2 separate regions of the Mustela erminea genome follow, and region 2 is linked to region 1. The links are chromatin contacts, called in public Hi-C maps. All regions are on one chromosome and are shown on one strand. Each heading gives the region's core, a stretch centred on a gene start, on an enhancer-like site or on the middle of the called end of the contact. The rest is flanking DNA. Distances are from core to core; before and after follow the strand shown. Region 1 has its middle 17 kb from the start of ZMYND8. Region 2 overlaps ZMYND8 (protein kinase C-binding protein 1).

Evidence for each region. A called contact is a pair of places that touch in the nucleus more often than the background predicts.
Region 2: a contact with region 1 is called in a Hi-C map of fibroblasts, with 3 times the contacts expected there. The contact joins two enhancer-like sites. A contact is called at or near these places in 3 of 3 Hi-C or Micro-C datasets (fibroblasts, skeletal muscle and spleen).

The regions. Positions count from the first base shown.
Region 1 is chr7:13,064,260-13,069,942 of mMusErm1.Pri, forward strand. No RefSeq gene overlaps it. Among named protein-coding and RNA genes, the nearest start is that of ZMYND8, 17 kb to the right of the region's middle. Within about 2 kb of position 2,147, the one cell type or tissue checked has open chromatin away from gene starts, as enhancers often do. A contact at or near this core is called in fibroblasts, where this site is marked.
Region 2 is chr7:13,146,952-13,152,634 of mMusErm1.Pri, forward strand. ZMYND8 (protein kinase C-binding protein 1) reads left to right here. Exons shown (of 23, transcript XM_032350429.1): 6 at 2,842-2,955; 7 at 5,401-5,493. Among named protein-coding and RNA genes, the nearest start is that of ZMYND8, 66 kb to the left of the region's middle. Within about 2 kb of position 3,335, the one cell type or tissue checked has open chromatin away from gene starts, as enhancers often do. A contact at or near this core is called in fibroblasts, where this site is marked.

The sequences.
Region 1 (5,683 bases), core at 897-3,396:
GTTTCCATGCAGGTCTTTTTTTTTTTTTTTTTTTTTTTTTTAAGACTTTATTTATTTGGGGCGCCTGGATGGCTCAGTCGGTTAAACATTTGCCTTTAGCTCCGGTCATGATCTCCAGGTCCTCGGATCGAGCCCCATGTCAGGTTCCTGGGTCAGCAGGGAGTCTGCTTCTCCTGCTGTCTCTGCCTCTGCGTGTGCTCTCTTCATCTCCCACTCAAATGAATAAATAAAATCCTAAAAAAAAAAAAGATTATGTTCATTTATTTGAGAGAGAGAACACTCAGGAGCAGGAGGGGCGGAGGGAGAGGGAGAGAGTCTCAAACAGACTCCCCCCTGAGTGCAGAGCCAGACATGGGGCTTAATCCCATGACCCCAAGATCATGACCTGAGCTGAAACCGAGAGTTGGCCACTTAACCCAGTGTGCCACCCAGGCACCCCTCGGCTCATGTCTTGATCTCAGGGTGGTGAGATCAAGTCTTGCATGGGGTTCCACACTCATTGTGGAATCTGCTTGAGACTCTCGCTCTCGCCCTCTTGCTCATGCTCTCACTCTCTCTCAAATAAAGAAATAAATCTTAAAAACAAAATTAAAAATTTAAAAATTTAAATCTTGGCACTGAACAAGGTCCTCTGGAAAGCGGACAGTTCCAGGACCCAAATCCCAGGGCCATTTAAGGTGAACATGCACACGAGTCTTAGCATTTCTTATCCACTTGGACCCCTTCCTGTTTTTAGGTTTGTTAATTTAGCTTTACCCCCAACATGGGGCTTGAACTCCAGATCCTAAGATCAAGAGTCAAATGCTCTATCCACAGAGCCACCCAGGCATGCCCCTCTACTCTTTTTTAAAGTAAACTCTCTCAGAGGCTTGTTTTTTTGTTTGTTTGTTTTTTGTTTTAAAGATTTTATTTATTTATTTGACAGACAGGGATCACAAGTAGGCAGAGGAGGCAGGCAGAGGGAGGGGGGAGCAGGCTCCCTGCTGAGCAGAGAGCCGGATGCGGGGCTCGATCCAAGAACCCTGAGATCATGACCTGAGCCGAAAGCAGAGGCTCCAACCCACTGAGCCCCTCAGGCGCCCCTCAGAGGCTTGTTTATAGCTACTCTCTCACTCTTTCCCACCCCCGGTGCTCTCCTTGACCCACCCTGATCAGGCTGAAATAAGTATTTGTTTTTTAAAGTGAGTCAGTTTAGTGTAATTAGTAACAGAGCAAGTGGATCCTGGGTAGTAAAAAATACATCCCACTTTATTTTCAAGAACCTAGTCCAAGAGCGCCTGGGTGGCTCAGTCAGCTCAGGTCATGATCCCAGGGTCCTGGAATCAAGCCCCAAGTGGGGCTCCCTGCTCAGTGGGGAGCCTGCTTCTCCCTCTCCCTCTGCCTGCCATTCTGCCTGCTTGTGCGCTCTCTCTCTCTCTCTCTCTCTGACAAATAAGTAAATAGAATCTTTAAAAAAAAGGGGGGGGGTACCTAGTCCAAGTCCTCAAACATACATAGATAGGGGCCCCTGCCCCAGGACCTTTGCTCCTACCATTCTCAATTCCTAGAACACTCTTCACCCACATACCTGCCTCTCTCTTTCCCTCTCCTCCATCCCCCTTTTTGTTTTTTCTTTCCCTCCCTCACGTTTTTTGCTTAAGTATCATCTTTTCTGTGAGGTCCCCATCCCCTTCTTCATTTGCCTCCAGTTTTTCTTTCTTCCTTTCTTTCATCCATTCATTCCTCACTCTCTAGTGGGAGGGCATCCAGGGAGGCAGGGATCCCGTCTATTCTGTTCATTTCTGTATCTCCAGCCCCTAGAAAAGTGCGGGCACATAGTAGGCACTGGAAAATACCTACTCAATGAATACATGAAAGCAGAAATGGACCAGCTCAGCAAGCGGTCGCTGGCACTGGGAGAACAAGCTGGCCTTTTGCAGCCACTCCAGGAGGCCCAGTCCTGAAAATTCCTCAGCAGGAGTCTTGGGAAGGTCAAAAGGTGAAAGTCTGGATTGTTCTCAGCTGCGGCTTTCCCCATCTTTACCCTTTTACCCCAGCCCCCTGAGCTCCCCAGGGCCCGGTCCACCGCCCTTCCTTTACATTCCTCAGCTCTGAAGTCCCCACCCCCTTTCAACACCCGGAGTTCTTTCGGAGGACGGAATGGACTGAATAATATTTTCCATGTTCAAAACGAGGCCGAAGAATGCTGGTGACTCACGCTGGAGAGCAGGGCGCCCCGCCGGGGGAGCGTGGCGCTGTTTCCAGAACGGCCACCAGGGGGCGCCAGGCCTCCACGGAGTCGAACGCAGGCCGCTCCGCGGGGCGTTGGTGTTCCCCGCGAGGGAGACGGGAAGGCTTTTGGCGGCCGCAGTCCCGGGAGTGCCGCGCGGGTTCGGATGTGAGCTCGATCAGTGGTTCCAGAGCTCGCTATGGCGTCTGCAAAGGGATGGATGGCGCCGGGGTTGCCCTGCTTTTAGTTCTGTTCAAACCCAGCACTTCAGCAGCTTTCTGGATGCATGACCCTGGACGTGTCACTTCACTTTGGGGAGCCTATGTGACTGCCTCCGTGAAACAGTGGTAATAGTGGGACCCCATTGCTGTGAGGATGCCAGGAGAAGCACTTTGCAGGCTCTGAAGACTGATCTGAAGGGGGACTTGGTGAACCTCATTATAATCAGCTAACAGCAGCGGTTCTCAAGTGTGTTCCCTGGACTGACAGCAGCAGCAGCAGCCGCACCTGGCCTGAAATGCAAATTATCATCCCTACCCAGACCTAAACTCCCTGTCACCCCATCAGACCTTTTTCTTAAACTACGGGGTGGGTCCCTCAGTCATTGCTTAAGGGGATTCTGATGGGACTCTGGTTGATTTACAGAGATAAAGAGATTTACCCCAATTCACAGCCTTTGAGGAGGAGAGCTGGGATTGAGGGGGAGAAAAGCACATCCGTTTACTAACTGCAAAGCTGCAGTCCTGACTTGGGGTGTAATGTGTATGTGTACACACGCACACCTCTTTAGTGGCTGAAATTCAGAAATGCCCCCCCCTTTTTTAAAAGATTTTATTTATTTATTTGACAGACAGAGATCACAAGCAGGCAGAGAGGCCGGCAGAGAGAGAGGAGGAAGCAGGCTCCCTGCTGAGCGGAGAGTCTGATGCGGGGGCTTGATCCCAGGACCCTGGGATCATGACCCGAACCAAAGGCAGAGGCCTAACCCACTGAGCCATCCAGGCGCCCCAGAAATGCCCTCTTTGAGAGGTGCCTGACTTGCTCAGTGCACGGGCCTTTTGATCTCTGGGTTATGAGTTTGAGCCCCACAATTGGGTGTAGAGATTATTTTAAAATAAAATCTTTTTTTAAAAATGCCCCCTTTGGGGCACCTGGGTGGCTCAGTGGGTTAAAGTTTCTGCCTTCGGCTCAGGTCGTGATCTCAGGGTCTTGGGATCAAGTCCCGCATTGGGCTCTCTGCTCAGCAGGGAGCCTGCTTCCCCCTCTCTCTCTGCCTGTCTCTGCCTACTTGTGATCTCTCTCTCTCCGTCAAATAAATAAATAAATAAAATCATTTTAAAAAAAAAATGCCCCCTTTGAGTTCTCTTTAGAGCTAGTCTAAAGCTTTTAGTCCTCAAGAACAGTGGTTCTCAATCTAGCTGCACGTTAGAATCAGCTGAGCTCCTTGAAAAGCATATCAAGGCCTGGGCCTATCCCCAGACCAATTAATCCAGAATTTCTGGAAGCATCTGTACCATGTTGCTATTTATAAGAAAGCCTCCGTGTTTGGTAATGAGGAAAGTGCTGGGCTCGGAGAGGCCCGGGGTCAGAGCCCGCTTCGCCTACTCTCGCAGCCTGGTTTCTTCATCTGCAGAATCAGTATTGCAACAGGAGCTTCCACTGGGTCTGTAAGGAAGAAACTAGATAAACTACAGACAGCGCTTGGCCTGGGGCTTGGCTCTGGGCAGAAATGGTAAAAGGAGCAGCAAACAGAGAGGCATTTGCGGTCTGCTGTGCACAGGGCAAATCCCAGTGTGAGGTCCCTTACTAGAACCCTTCTTCATAGCCGAGGACCCAGAGACTCTGGAACACTAAATGTCAGTGGACCGGCCACTTCCTGGTCAGTCACAGTCAGGACTCATCAGCCCTGGACAGAAAAACAGAGTGAGGCCTGGAGGCTTCCAGAACCAGCATTTAAGGAGGCACGCACTCTCTGGGGCCTGCCTGTGCCACGTGGGCGCCTGACAGCCAGTGCCTCCTTAAATGTGGGGCCCTGAGCCTTGCTGGCCTCCCCCTTGTCCCCTTGCTCAAGAGTTGCTGCAGCTGATCTCAGAATGAGGGACGGGGCCTGTCCAGGCTGATTTACAGAAAAGCATACATCCTGTTACAGCAACAGAATTGTCTTCCCCTTACGAAGAGATCAAATACCTCAACACAGAAATGCACAAGTGAGTTAATGATTAATCAGCAATTTACCTCGGGCATGAAGTGTAGCCACTGGAAGAAGTTTAGATTCTGGGCCTTCCTGGCAAACTTTTCAAAGGAATACATAAAGGCACAGTGAGCCCTATATACCTACCCGTGAGTTCAGGGGTCTATGGAGAAAACAAAGGAATCCCACAGCTCCTGTCTGCACTCAAGAATTTCTTGAAATTACAGCGAAAAGCAGATTAATTTGGAGAACTCACATGTGGATTGGGTGTAGTTAGACACTCTAAGTCCCTCTGATTTACCCATACACACAGATCTACACCTTTTGCAAAGGAAAGTGTGATAAATAACTTTTTTTTTAAGATTTTATTTATTTATTTATTTGACAGCGAGATAGAGATCACAAGTAGGCAGAGAGGCAGACAGAGAGAGTGGAAGGGAAGCAGGCTCCCTGCTGAGCCCCATGCAGGGCTCAATCCCAGGACCCTGGGATCATGACCTGAGCTGAAGGCAGAGGCTTAACCCACTGAGCCACCCAGGCGCCCCAAGTAACATTTTATTTCTAAATAGGTATATTTCCCTAAACAGGCATACATTTGCACAGCACAAAACCAAAGGATTCAGAAGAGCCGAGTGAAGTCCCTCCTCTGGGGCTTCCCTGAGCCCCCCCACGCCCAGGCTCGCAGCCCCCGAAAAAACATCCTTGTGCACCTCCCGGGACTATTCTGCCCATTCTATGCGGATATGAATTTTGTAACCGAGTCTGTCCACCAACCCACTCACTCGAGCCTGTGACTCTCAGGAAAGGAGTAATGGACACTTGTCTCCATGGGTCCCTGGGTCAGCCTGGGTCCCAGTGTGCCTCTCCCAGAGCAGCTCTTTCCTACGGTGACCAACTGCCCCAGTTCCCCCAGGACTGACGGGGCCTCGGGATGTGGGATTTCAGTTTTAGAAAACTGAAACAGGGGTGCCTGGGTGGCTCAGTGGGTTAAGTGTCCGATTCTTGATTTTAGCTCAGGTCCCGATTTCAGGATTGGGAGATGGAGCCTGGAGTCGGGCTCTGCGCTGGGGGTGGGGCCTGCTGGAGATTCCCTCTCTCCCTCTCCCTCTGCCCCTCCCTGCTCGCTCGCTCGCTCTCTCAACAAAACAGCTAAAAAACAAAATACTGAAACAATCCCAAGCAAACCAGGAGGAATAGGTCTTCCCAGGCCAGGTGTCTAGTGTGATGCTAACGATTAAAGATGCATATTTTGGGACAACTGGGTGGCTGATGCATATTTTGGG
Region 2 (5,683 bases), core at 2,085-4,584, 84 kb after region 1:
CTTTCTCTTTCTTCCTTTCATTTTGAATTTTTCGAATAATCCAGATTCCGGGGGAAAAAGAAGGCATTTCTTGCCCTCCACTTGCACTATCCTGGTCACCCCCTTTTGGGACCAGCTTTGGCGGGGGCCTGAGCATCGCTGCTCTCGCAAAGGCCGTTGGACTGAGTGTTGGTTCTCTTTCTTCCTGGGTCTTTGGATCACTCTGGGATCTGCAGCCTTCTCTGATTCTGCTGTAACGAACATTTCAGAAGTCCGCTTAAGACCTGTTAACTGTTCACGTATTCTGAGACGATCGCATGCTGGGTTTCCTCTTCTTGGATGCTGTCTCCTGCTTGCACCATTGAATCATCGGTGGGAGCTGGGCTGAGAAGACCAGCTTGGGTTGGTTGCTTCATGTGTTCATCATCTGATGCTTCCATTCATGCTACAACCGTTTCTCGAGTGCCCCGGAGGCACTAGGGACCAGGCCTTGAACAGAAAGGGATATGCGTGACCTGCTATTCAGGAGAAGAGGACCAAAACCAAATAAAATGAATTGGAGAGGAGGAATTGGGAGTAAAGCGGGGGGAAGGTGTTTCCGTGTCAGGTGAAGCGGACCAGGATCACCTCAGGAAGGAAGACTTGAGAAGCCCGCTCTGCCGCCTTCCAGCCAGGAGGCAGCAAGCACAGCCCGAGTAGAACCACACTGGCTTGATGAAGAACGTGTGTCTTTTGTAGGAAAGCCTGACCATTTTCCTTTATTAAAACAATTATTCCCGTTTCCCACAATTCTGAGGCATCTTCCATTCTTGGTGACTTCCAGTGACGACGCTTTTGCATGATGCTGCAAATGATGTCATCTGCGCAGTCATTTAATGGGGAATGTCACTTGGATTCGAAGGTCTGTTAGAACTGGGTCTCACACAAGGAAGCTTTTTGTGTGCGAAATGGAACGTTCTCCTTGATGTCTTTCGTGAGGAAAGGAAGCAGGCTATAGGATGGTGTCTTTGGTGCTGCTTTTGTGTCGGGAAAGGAGAAAAATAAGAACTTCGTGAAAAGAGATGAGACATCACATCGATATGATGACATTTTAATGGTGTTCTGCCCCTAAAATTGAGGAAGATGGCCGCCAGTGCTCTGGGATACTCGATGGAGAGATGCATAGGCGCCCCTTTGCTCAGCGATGCCCTCTGGTTGCAGAGTTTCGCCTGATTCCGCTACTGTTGGTGTGGTCCATGGAACCTTCCTCAGTTTTCTTTGGTCTTGACCCAACTTTCCCCCTTGTTGAGTAATTTTGCAGAAACGACAGTGGCTTTTGCTGCTGCAAGTACAGCTCTTGAGGGTTGTGGTGGGAACAGTAGGGATTTATTCTCCTGTGTAGAAAGAACCCAGAGGCAGGGCCAGGCCAGAGTTTGTGCGCAGCCCGACCCTTTCTGTTTCATTGTGGAGGCAATGTGTGTCCCCTCCCACACCCCTTGGCCATAAGGTGGCTGCTGGGGTTCTTACCACTTGTGCCTAGACAAAAATCCCTCTATGAGGAGGAGTGTTTCTCTTTATAACCCTTTATTATCAAGCAGAAGGACCTTGCCCTACACCCTTCTGCTGATTCTGCCCTTGGCCTCATTGTTCAGCAGTGGACCTGTCTTCAAGCAAAAAAATCTTGAAAATGCCTCTCTGGCAATTTCAGTTTATTTCATGGGAACCGGGCACTGCTGGCCGGGAGGGAAAGGATCAGGGATTGAGCAGAGGTGAAAGTGGTTGCCGTGGATAGCTACCGAGAAGCGAACAGCAGTTCAGACAAACAGGTGTTCCGTGTCTAAGGTTTAAGGCCTCAAATGTCTTCCAAGTGTGCATTGGCAGTGCAGGCACCTGGCTAGCTGTCTCAGGCTTGGGAAGCTAAGCAGTTAGGGACGTGTGTCGTGTACTGTTTGCAGCCTCTGAGCAACTCCTGTGTTGCCCTTTTCCTCGACAACCAACCAGACACATCTGAAAGTTCTTTTTGGAGGATCCAGAGCTATGAAGGATGGAAACTAAATCAAGATTAATTGGAGAAAACTTCTCTCAGCTCTCCCTACACAGATGGTTAAAGAGTGTTTCCTGACGTCATCAGGCTTTGCTATTTTGGTGTTGCTACATAAGGAGTCTGAAGTTCTGGGATATGGTAGCAGATTGACATAGCAGAGTCTGGTTTCAGACATTTCTCTGGGCCTCTTCTTTGATGGGAATTTCCCTTTCAGAATGACATTTCCCATGGAGACAGACAGCGAGACGATGCATCTCGTGTCATTTGCCAGAATGTCCTGAGTGGGTTCACATCCGTGGTGACAGAATGAAGTCACATTTATATTTAGTTCTCTACCATCCCTTGGATTCTTTCTGCGGGGAAGACTGTCCTTTTCCATCAGTGATGTCACTGAGTTCATGCCCTGTCAGTTTCCTGAAAGGTAGCCCAGAATGCTGAGAGGATCAAGTTAAGCGAATGATTCATTGTGTGCAGAGATCACCCTAAAACCATTAGTGGTCTTTCCTTTCACATCCCATTCTTGGAACCCACAGCTGTGATCCTGATGATTTTTCAGGTTTCTGCTCACCGCCTCCTTTCTCAGGTTATGTCATCTTTGTGAGCAAAAAACACTTCCAGATAAGGTCATCATCTGTGGATTACTGGGTCTCTTCATTTTTATCCACTGACCCAATGTATGGTCAAGCTGGATTGGAGTCTTTCTCCAGCGAAACAACTAGTCTCGTTTGAATGGGAGAGACTTTTTATTATGAGCTGGTTTGAAAAGTAGGAGGAAAGGGAACTTTGTACAGGGATAGTAACTTTCTTCTAACTGAAATTTGTGTGATTTTGACTTGTAGAAGATTACAGTAGCAGAATGCATCGAGACTCAGAGTAAAGCCATGACCATGCTCACCATCGAACAGTTATCCTACCTGCTCAAGTTTGCCATTCAGAAAATGAAACAGCCAGGGGTAAGAAGAAAGTTCCTCTTGGTATAAGTGTAAATGGAAAATAGTGACTTTTGTTCTTCTCTGTTAACGTTCTTGTTCTGAGTAGTCTTTGCTTTCCAGACACCTGTGCATACTCTTCAGATCTTTTTATGTGCCCGGCTCAAATACCTAAAAATTAAATATAAAGTACAATGACATTCAGTTAATTCTCTGTAGCGAGCACTGCATGTTCCTGATGAGTTTAACTGGGGAATGACATGCAGTAGAAAGTTGGTGGGGATTTAAAATTCTGATTGGTTGTGAAGTGAAACCTCCTACCCAGACCCTGTTGGGTAAGGAGCTCCTGTGCTGCTTCCCTTGGGAAGTAGTAAATTCCATTTCAGTGAGACAGCAGAGTACAGCTCGATTTGTTGGTAATCAAAGTGTGGTGATGGAACCTCCAAGTGCAGTTCAACCAGTGAGACTCCCATAAAGGGTGAGATTCAGTTCATTCCTTCAATTTTGAAATAGGATTTGATGGACAGCCTTTGCCTCTTAAGGAAATCCAGATGAGAAAGTAAGGCTGCCATATTTAGCTTGCATGCCCTGGTTCCTAGTGGTTACCCGCCCCAGAGTCCTGGGCACATCACAGTCATGATGGTTTTAGTGTTTTTGGTGACCTTTTCTAGGAGGATGACCGTAAAATGCCTCATTCTTAAAAAGAATATGGTGTGGCCATATAAGCAACATGTTATGACATTCTTTGTGCAGACCAGTCTAGAGAAACTTTAAGGGTAGGGTTTTCCCTTTCCCATTTGCACAGAGGGAGAATATGAGCTAGTGGTGACCCTTTGTTAAACTCTCCAGAGTCTGCTTTCTATGTCAAGGGAATATGCAGCCCTGTAGAACCTCCAGGGTATCGAGTAGACACTGGCTTAATTTCTTAAAAATTACAAAACAAAAAAACAAAAACCACAAGCTTTTGTTTAGAGATTATATTCTGAAATTTGATACCATGAAAAAAATTCAGAGCATGCCAATTGGGTGTTGCTAAATCGGGAATCTATTTGTCTCTGTAACAAAATCTCCGTCAATGGAAGCAGAAGCATGGATAGCCTCAGTTTGGAAAGAAAAACAACTATTTTTTTTAAACTGCAGTCTTTTCTTTTTCATATTGAGTGACAAAGAGTTACTTCCTGCTTTTCCATAGGCTAAATTATTTCTGCTGAAACTGTTGCACAAAAAGAACAGATTCATGTAGGGTTGTCAACACTGCAGACTTAAAAACCAAAGAGAAAAATCGAAGAAGGCCTTATATTCTCACATAAATTGTTTGATATAAAATCAGTTGGGGCAGAAAGTTGCCGATGATATTGAAGCATCTTTGTAACTTGCAGTGGCCACACACTGTCCTTCTGGGTAGTAGAGGGCTCCACTGACAACAAGTGGTAGCCCTTTCAGATGCCTTGCTTGGCTGTCATTTGTTTTTTTTTTTTCCTTTCTTTCTTTCTTTCTTTCTTTTTTTTTTTAAAGATTTTATTCATTTATTTGACAGACAGAAATCACAAGTAGGGAGAGAGGTAGACAGAGAGAGGGGAAGGCAAGCAGTCTCCCCGTCAAGCAGAGAGCCGATGTGGGGCTCGATCCCAGGACTCTGAGATCATGACCTGAGCCGAAGGCAGAGGCGTTAACCCACTGAGCCACCCAGGCGCCCTCTTTTGGTGTTTAATTAAATATTTTAGATAATAATTGATTTATTGATTTTGAGATTTATTCTTAAGTAATCTCTATACCCAATGTGAGATCGAGAGTCGCACGCTTTACCTAATGAGCCAGCCAGATGCCCCAACTACAAATCTTGCAGATTTTTAAATATTGATGAGTAAAAACCATCCATCAACAAACTGGGCCTTGCACTTTGAGCTGATTCATGCAGGCATGGTGCAAAGTGAAAAATTTTGACATGGTCTCTGTGTTGAATATTTGCTTCTCGAAGGAAGAGCAAAAATCTCACTTGTCTGAATTTTCCCCCCAAGTTGTAAAATATCTGTTGGCACTAAGGGGGAACTTCATTAAGTGTGTTATCTCTGGGTATGGCCACGTTTTACTGTCCATTTGTTTTGGTTATGGGTGTTTGCAGGATAATAATAAGCTTTATTCAGAGTTCAGGTCTAAGTAGCTGATGGTGTGTTGTTCTTGTGGATCTTCATAGAACAGAACTGGAACTGTTACTTGGATGTATTTTGAAAATGATACAAATAACAAAGTAGGACCCCCCTGCCGCCATGATTATTGTTAACCAGGCAGAACTAGAAGGTGAACCAGCTTAGTACTCCCCAAGATCCTTCTTTGTGGAAACCACTAGAATTCTATTGTCTGAAAAGTTGTCTCCATTTTGGAAGTACTTTGTTACTGTTAATGCTTTGTTTTCTACAGTAATGATGGGTTTGTGTCTCTGTGTGTGTGTGTCCATATTTTCTTTTATAGACAGATGCATTCCAGAAGCCTGTTCCCTTGGAACAGCATCCTGACTATGCGGAATACATCTTCCATCCTATGGACCTTTGTACATTGGAAAAGGTTGGCCTCCATCAGAGAACCTCACCATTGTAGCCACAGTTACCGAGATGACTAAAGACCCTCCCTCACTTCTTGGGCCCCATCTCAAGTTAGATGGTTTCTCTGCCTTTCCTCCGTACCCTTTTGATTTGGATGGAAGAACTCTTGATCCCTTAACTTCTGTAACATTCTTCCAAGGATTGTAATGGAG